2 separate regions of the Mus musculus genome follow, and region 1 is linked to region 2. The links are chromatin contacts, called in public HiChIP or PLAC-seq maps. All regions are on one chromosome and are shown on one strand. Each heading gives the region's core, a stretch centred on a gene start, on an enhancer-like site or on the middle of the called end of the contact. The rest is flanking DNA. Distances are from core to core; before and after follow the strand shown. Region 1 holds the start of Col3a1 (collagen, type III, alpha 1). Region 2 has its middle 120 kb from the start of 4930521E06Rik.

Evidence for each region. HiChIP or PLAC-seq counts read pairs in DNA pulled down with a chosen protein or histone mark.
Region 1: a contact with region 2 is called in an H3K27ac HiChIP or PLAC-seq map of the NIH/3T3 cell line, with 3 times the contacts expected there. The contact joins the promoter of Col3a1 here to the enhancer-like site in region 2. A contact is called at or near these places in 14 of 39 promoter capture datasets (the 3T3-L1 cell line, 3T3-L1-derived adipocytes, HPC-7-derived erythroid cells and 8 more), 7 of 484 Hi-C or Micro-C datasets (the C2C12 cell line, adipose-derived mesenchymal stem cells, muscle stem cells and 2 more) and 3 of 115 datasets of contacts at active chromatin or transcription factors (the NIH/3T3 cell line, craniofacial prominence and embryonic limb bud).

What each region holds. Positions count from the first base shown.
Region 1 is chr1:45,309,816-45,314,159 of GRCm38.p6, reverse strand. It overlaps Col3a1 (collagen, type III, alpha 1), which reads right to left and starts at 2,622. Exons shown (of 51, transcript NM_009930.2): 1 at 2,328-2,622. The coding sequence starts at 2,412.
Region 2 is chr1:44,861,892-44,866,162 of GRCm38.p6, reverse strand. No RefSeq gene overlaps it. Among named protein-coding and RNA genes, the nearest start is that of 4930521E06Rik, 120 kb to the right of the region's middle. Within about 2 kb of position 2,577, at least 11 of the 459 cell types and tissues checked have an H3K27ac peak or open chromatin away from gene starts, as enhancers often do. A contact at or near this core is called in the C2C12 cell line, the NIH/3T3 cell line and tail fibroblasts, where this site is marked.

The DNA.
Region 1 (4,344 bases), core at 1,373-3,872, 450 kb before region 2:
GGTGTCTTTGTTAGCCACTAGGTGGCATGGTTTAGCACTTAAAAATCCAGCATGCTTAAAAACCACAGGAAATATAAAACAGACCACGTTTTTTCCGTAGCTGAAATAAAAGGCATGAATAAAGTAAGACTTGCACAGATTTGTAAAGAGACAAGAATTCTTTGTGGAGACATGTTTCATATTCCAGAAAACTCCCAGAAGTTAGTGTCTAGCAATTCTGTACGACTTCTAGGATTTCTGGAGAACATAGGAGATAACCCCTTTAGAGTTCTCTGAGTGTTCCCAGTGTGCTGAATGTCTGCTACTTACTGAAATCTCCTCAAAGTTAATCATTCAGTAGGATTTTCACTAAAAACCTGCAAGGAATGTGAAATATATGATCTTAAATCCTTTTTATCCTTCTTGGAGTTTTAAAGACCATAGCCCAAAGGTGGAAGCAAATGAGCTTAGGATGATGTTAAGATGGTGAGAACCAAACATGTTTCTCTTCTTACTGGAGTTAGATTGGGAAGAAACACACCCACTGTTCCTATAGTATTTCTCATATTACTTTAACTGTTAAGAAACTATAGATACTATGTTGATATTTTAATTAATGTCCCAAAGACATAGGTTTCTTCCTTCCTTCCTTTCTTCCTTCCTTCCTTCCTTTCTTTCTTCCTTCCTTCCTTCCTTCCTTCCTTCCTTCCTTCCTTCCTTTCTGTCTGTCTGTCTGTCTTTCTTTCTGTCTGTCTTTCTTTCTTTAAAAAAAATTAAGATTCTATGATTCTTCATCTAGATTTCAGAATAAAAGTTTGGGCTGCTAAGGAATTAACATTTCTTTGGATCATGTCTCCTATTAATAGGGAAGGCTTGGGGTTGTTTCATCTTCCAGGAGGGCAGGATGTGAAGAGAAAGTGAAAAAAGAAAGCTAAAAAGGAATTGACTATCCAAAGAAAAGAAAATGTAAGATGAGCTGGGGAGGAGAGAGGATGAAAATAAAGATGGGAAGCAGAGAGTGAGTCACTGAGAACAGGGAGGGGTGAGGACTGGGGTGGGGGGAGGGAGGTGGATAAGCCTAGGATGGGGGAGGGGTGATGAGTGAGGAAGGAAAATTGGGAGGGGAGTTCCTAAGGAGCCAAAAGGGGTGGAGAGATAAGGAGGGGGGAAAGATGGAGGGGGATGGAAGGGTGGGTTAAGGGGAACAGAATTAAGAAACAAGCAATCTGGGAGCTCCTTCTCTGTGTATCTGTGGACTGAACATACAGAAATATAAAGTGTCTCCTTCCCTTACTCTTGCATAGATAACTTCTGAAACTAGTGAAGACACTGCACACAGTGGAAAAACGAATGCTCATGAAGCATTTGCTAAAACTAAAGGTTTAAATACCAACGTGTTTGATTATGTATGAAAAGAACTGCTAGCAACTTCTTTTAGCCACAGATAAGATTTACATCAACACAATTATTTTGAAAAAAGTGTGCACCCCAAATTTTCATGATGACAAGGAACATATGCATTTTTAAAAGTATTTAAGTAAATAATGAGACAGTTGCTTTTAATTTGGGGCACAAGAAAATAAAGATCATTACATTTGGCTACCAAAACTATTTCAAGTCTGCCTTTTTGAGCAAAACTTGTATCTTTACCTTGTTTGGAGGAAAGCAAAAATATTCCTGTTAAATTATGTTATCTTCAGTAATGGAAATCCAGCTAAACAGAACATAAAACAACTTTTGGCAAACTCTGAGCACATTGAATGTGTGCAATCATGGAATGCAATAAAAACAGAAACAATGACACGTTTTTGCAGCCTGGGCTCATTTCTGGAAGGTCCATAGATAGTCCACATTTATAGTTTTACAGAAATACATAAGGGATTCTATTTATTTTCTAGTATCTTCTTAAGGGTTATTCATTTCAGAGACATTTCTAGTGCATTCTTTTGAAAAACATGGCTAAATATCCTATCTTTGTAAAGAGAGCAGTGTACAAAGGAGAACATGAAATTATTACAAGAGACCAATAAATTCCAGATGGCCTGGGAGCATGCCAAGATGTTCACAATGCAGGAGGGGAGTACTTTAAAACATTTTTTAAAAGGTGAACATGAAATCAAGTTAATTTAAGAACAGTTTTTACCTTAAACAACTAGAGAATATTATACATGTACATTAACTTTTAAAAAAATCAAATATAGAAAACAAAATTAAGGTTAACAAAACATTCCACAGTCAGAGGCTAGACAGGAAATTCTTAGGAGGCTGATTTTCCCACTATCTTACCCTTTGTAAGAAGTTAAGGCAAAATTAACCCAGAAAGCCTGTTCAAATCGGTACCTACTTACCTACGTTGGACTGCTGTGCCAAAATAAGAGTGGGATGAAGAAGGGTGAGAAGAAACCAGGTTCCACTTTGCACAAAGCTCATCATGTCTAAATATCAGACATGAGACTCTTTGTGCAAAAGAGGAGAGAGGAAGAAGCAGCTCAGAGTAGCACCATCAGTTGTCCCTGCCCTTCAGCACCGGGCCCGTCATAAAACTCAGCCGCTCGCTTCCCTCTGCTCTGGCCTTAAATAGGAAAAAGTTTGGCTTCCCTCACTTTCCAGCCCCTTTCTGAAATATGAGAGCAGAACCCATCCCCTCAGCAGTAAAAGCAATGATTAATATATTTTTCCCTGTGTGTAGAGGACACAACCCACAGACACAGAAACAGCACATCTGGAGCATGTGTACATCAGCCTATGCATATGTTTATAACATGCATTAGTCTTAAATACATATTTGCATGACAGAAACACATAGGAATGTGCTTTGTGATAGCCTACAACAATTGTTTGTGTGTTTTTAAATTTCCCTCTGAAACAGTAAAAACTGTCTGAATTTGAAAAAGTGTTTTGACTCCCATTCTCCGGCATGGTCATTTTGTAAATTTTATCTTTCTAGAAGACTCTGATACTTTGAGTTTTGCCAGAGTCCATCCTGACTCAATTTTAACAGGAAACTGTAAGAGACTATAAAGGAAAATCCTCTGAAGGCCCTGAACTCACCACCCACTCTGCATTCCAAATGTTAGACTGGAGGCAATTGTCACAAAACTGTCTTTGAGCTATGTTTGAAGAGATATTGAGACTCTTATCTGTTACTGTTCCCCTTGCTCTATTTCTCACGAATTTCTTTAGCAACCCTGACTGCTTCCTTGTAAAATTTCCAGTTTATGTGTTACTAAAGAAATCAGAACAGGCATTACTAAAGAGAAAAAAAAGCAATCAAACTTTTCAAGTCTTGTCCTTGTAAGAAACTACAAAAGAGAAAGTTCAAAGTGTGGAATAGAATTTCTAATTTCTAATGTAATAATTACTACAAATATGTCTACATCAGTATTTTCTATGTTTCTGTTCCAAGACCTCATCTGAAGAGTTTTCTATGTATTTCTAGATCTAGTTGAGGAATAAATACCACTATATCTCTGATTAAATCTCTGTAGAAAAAATGTACTTGTTACCCTTATTATGATGACCAACTTATATCTTGATACCCTATCCTTCACTTCCTTATTCCTTCATTTATCTTTAAAAATCAATCGTGGGCATTTTGATCCTAATCATGGCCATGTGCATTTATTTCTTTAGTCTTAACCTCATAGAAATATTCCCTTTTTGTGCATGCACACTTAAAAATTTACCCCATTATATCAATTCATGTTATTTCTTAATGATCCAGCTCAAAACTTCCCTCTTTAGGAAAACCATCTCATTTAGAATTATTTTTTATATATAATTTTCTCTTTCCTAATATATAATACTATTTTTAAAAATCTGTTTTTATAGACATCAATGCTATAAGCATGGATAATGCTATGTCTTCCTCCATGTGTCCCTGCTCACAGAGAGCCCACACTGAGATGTTCAAGGAAGAAAAGTGATGTCTTTTGGCGACAAGAAGCAATAAAATAGGACAAAAATCCACCCCCTGTGCATCTTCTGATTTCAGATTGGAGAAGAGCTGCCAGAAGAGGCAGGGAATAGAACTTCTGAGATTGGCTGGGCTCGGGTTAAAGTGAAGAAATTGAGGACCGACATGTATGTGTCTTTCTATTAATAGTCTTCATCCTTTACCTCAAAGTTTTTGTCTGTTCAAACCATGTTAGAAACATAAGTTTTTCATATATTTGCAGTATACAAAAACCAGTGCTAATACATATAAGTACATCTCTCTTTACTCTAAATGGAAAATGCAAACATTGAGATTTATTGAAAATTGTCAGTAGAATTATTTTTCTGAGTGAAAAAACGTAATGCTACTTTGTACTAATTAAAAATTTTGTATGCACTATTTCATCAACGCTATGCATAATTCCTGTC
Region 2 (4,271 bases), core at 1,328-3,827:
TGTGCTTGCATGCAAGATTATACAAATTCAGACCCTCAGCACTCATGTAAAAATACATGTGATGTCGCATATGCCTGTAACCCTAGTCTTTGAAAAGGCAGATATAGGAAGACCCCTAGGTTTATTGGCAAGACAGTCTTTCCTAATTGATGAGTGACAGGTTCACTTAGAGACTCTGTCCTAAATATAACCTCTTGCTTCTACATGTTCTTGCTCTCTATCTCACTCATAACTCACTCATAAACATATATGTATGTAATCACCATACACATGAACCACATACAAAGTGCTTAAGCCACAGCTTGAATTAAAAGATTTTCCTTGACAAGCAATGTTCTTTACTTTATCATGTACTCTACAAATTTTGGGTATTACTAATATATTTCAGTTGAGTTTTGCTCTTACAGATACCATAACATACCATCAATGTTTTTGAATAATATCCAGTGTGTTCCTCATAGCTCCACTATTTACATTGAATGTTTAAACATGTAAATAAATTAAAGGAAGGTTTAATCATTTTGATTTATGATTGAGTTTCCTTTTAAATAGTTTTTTTGGATTTGAATTTCAAGTAATATTCAAATAATTAAACAGTTTATTGGGAAAAGAGTAACATATTATTAGTTATGCACCTATGTCTAATAGCTGGCTTCATGAAACGTAGAAAGTAATAACTCATAGTTATGAATAAGAAAGTAAATTCTAATAGAATAGAGGGTGGATATCTGTCCAGCTCTTGTGCTGTTTAAGTCTTATTGTAAATAATAAAAGTAGTGTGTTTTTTATTCAGGAATTGAATGATCAAGGTGGGGTAGAAACCCCAGCTTGAGATTCAAAATGTCTACAACATGTTGGCACCCAAAGTAGGGCACAGACCCAGGACTCTATGATTAAGAGTCCCTTGCTCTACCAACTGGAAAAAAAGATGAATAGAGGAGAAGCTGCCAGGGGTTAAGTGAGTCATGAAAATATGGTCATGAGGCTGGACAATTGGAGTTAAGAGCAGCCCAGATGAAACATAGTAAGTAGTAACTTGGGGTCATCAATAGGAAAATAGATTTTAATGGTATGGAGGGTGGATGTGGATATCTGCTCAGCTATTGTGCATTTTAAAGCTTATTATGAATAATAAAAGTTGTATCTTTTATCCAGGGACTGAATGATCAAGGCGGGATAGAAACCCCATGATTAGGATTAAAATTTTCTACAACAGCTGCCTTTATTTTCTATGTTGGTGGGCTACTAGAGCTACTACTCAAAATTTTTTGGTTTTATGGAGTTGTTATAACCAAGCAAACAATGACTCATTTAAAATCTGAACATCATTTAGAATCTCTTAGTTTACTTGATAAGTGGAATCAAGGTGGTGGAGTTTAAGATAAACAGCTGTCAAATCACATATGATCGCCTAGTCGGCCATCAGTGGAAAGAGAGGCCCATTGGTCGTGCAAACTTTATATGACTCAGTACAGGGGAACGCCAGGGCCAAGAAGTGGGAGTGGGTGGGTGGGGGAGTAGGTGGGGGAGCGTGTGGGGGACTTTTGGGATAGCATTGGAAATGTAAATGAAATAAATACCAAAAACAATTTTCATAAGAAATATATTAACACAATGATCTTTTATGGGAATAACAGCCATTATATAGCCACACTAATTAAAATATTTGCTGACTTGATATTTAGAAATGATGAAAATGTAATACCAAATTCAGAGGCAAAAATGAGATTTAAAATGTAAAGTTCAGTCTTTGAGTTTCAAAAATAAGACTTAAGTATACTGAATTAAAACTTTGACTTCAAATTTTGGGATAGTTTGATCAGTATTGTTATAATTAAAATAACATGAGTGGAGATTTTAATTATCTCTATTGGATATTTTATTTATTTACATTTCCAGAGGGAAAATGGGAAAGGGGATAACATCTGAAATGTAAGTGGTTTCAATTATAATTGAATTTTCTTAAAATTGAACATCTAGAAAGGTAATTATCAGATGCATGATTAATTCCCTGATTTGAGAAATTTTCATTCTCTCAGTAAACTCCATCAATGTCTGACCCTGGTATGAGTTTACAAATGTGAAGAAATGCACAAAAGGGCTGGAACAGACCCTTGAAAGAGATGATGATCTCACATGCAATAATCAGGTATGCATCTTGAAAGATGATGTAAGAGCACACGGTTCTGAATCAGAAGTATAATAAAAACTTGTGTTATGGATTCTTAAAAGACAATGGTAGTCACATATCAAGACATGTCTTATATATCTTCACATTGGTTTGTAACTTCCATGGTTGGTATAAGAAATTTCATCCTCAACATTTTTACTTCTTACCATTATTTAACCAACTCACCCTAGAAAACTGTTTACTTAAAAGGCTGCTGGATTAAGTACAGCAGCATGATATTTAAATACCAAGTGTAAAGAGAGAAATAAATATATAAATGGTTTTGGTCAACAAGAGTTAAGAACCCATCATTTATATACTGGTACACAGCTAAATTACTATGTTCTGACCCTGGTAAGACTGTATACCCCAACAATGAGAATGACTCAGACTTTTCATCTGGCCCCATAAATCAGCCTGTTATTCTGAAAGAATGACTAAGGTTCTTTCCTTAGTCATTTAATTGCATAGAGCTCATGAAAGCACAGGAGATTTTTATTATTCCTTTTCAAATACTGTTAGGTTGTTTTTTCCATGGCAGAGTAGACAGACCTTCTCGGTTTATACTTATTTCCTCCACAAGAAGGTTCATGTTTGTATTTTTGTTAATTAGTGTTTTTAAGAATCCACAAACATTTGAAAAATGTTTTATGTAAAGATGCCAGGGAGAAAAATAATGCACTGAACAGTCTGTTCTAACAGCAAATATCTCTTTACTTTAACATTGGATAAAAAGAGGTTTCCTGGTTTATATTGTACATAAATTCTGTTCATTTTATTAGTTTCTTTCCTGTTGCTCAGATAAAATACCATGACCAGTGAAACTTAAGAGAAAAAAAGAAAAGAAAAGAAAACCGTTATTAGTGTTTATAGTTCCTGAAGGATAAGAGCTGCAAGGTATCATGGACTTGAGAGCAATAAGTTGGCAGCTTCTCATCGGGAATACAAGCATGAAGCAGAGAACAAGCAGAAATCACAGCAGGTAAGTTAAGCTGGCCTCCAGTGACATAATTCATCTCAATTTCTTATAGTGTTATTTACTGCACTTAACTATATTACCCAACACATATATCAACTCACAACTGAGTTGGCTGGAACATAAATGAAGTGTAAAGAGTACCCATAAGTCAAGAATTTTGGCTTTGGGGAATTGTGCTATTAAATAATTTAATTTTAAAAATTAGAACAAATAAATGAAAACACACACATAAACGTATTGTGAAGTGTGTTGCTTCCATAATTTCTTTCTCAGCCCATTTACCATTGGTATAAAGGATGGCTACTGAATTATTTGAGTTAATTTTATATACCACCACTTTGCTGAAGTTGTTTATCAGCTGTAGAAATTCTCTGGTAGAATTGTTGGTATTACTTATGTATACTACCATATCACCAGCAAATAGTTATACCTTTACTTCTTCTTTGCCAATTTGTATCCCCTCAATCTCTTTTTGTTTACTAGTTAGAACTATGAGTACTATATTGAATACATAAGGAGAGTGGGCAACATTGTCTTGTCCCTGATTCTAGTGGGGTTGTTTCAATTATCTCTCCATTTAATTTGATATTGGCTGTTGGTTTTCTATAAATTGCTTTTACTATGTTTAGGTATGGGCCTTGAATTCCTGATCTCTCCAATACTTTTAACAAGAAAAGATGTTGTATTTTGTTAAATGATTTTTCTACATCTAATGAGATGATCAAGTGATTTTTTTCTTTGAATTTATTCATATAGTGGATTATGTTAATGGATTGTTGTATATTGAACCAACCTTGAATCCCTGGGATGAAGCATACTTGATCATAGTGAATGATAGTCTTGAGATGTTCTTGGATTGGGTTTGAGAGAATTTTATTGAGTATATTTGCATCAATATTCATAAGCCAAATTTGTCTGGAGTTCTCTTTATTGTGTCTTTGTGTGGTTTAGGTATCAGAGTTACTGTGGCTTCATGGAAAGAATTAAGTAGTTTCTCCTTTAAGGACTTCTACCTGTTTACCTGTGGTCGCCTGTATTTCTTTAAGGGAGTTATTTATGTCCTTCTTAAAGTCCTCTATCATCACCATTAGATGTGATTTTAGATCTGAATCTTGTTTTCTA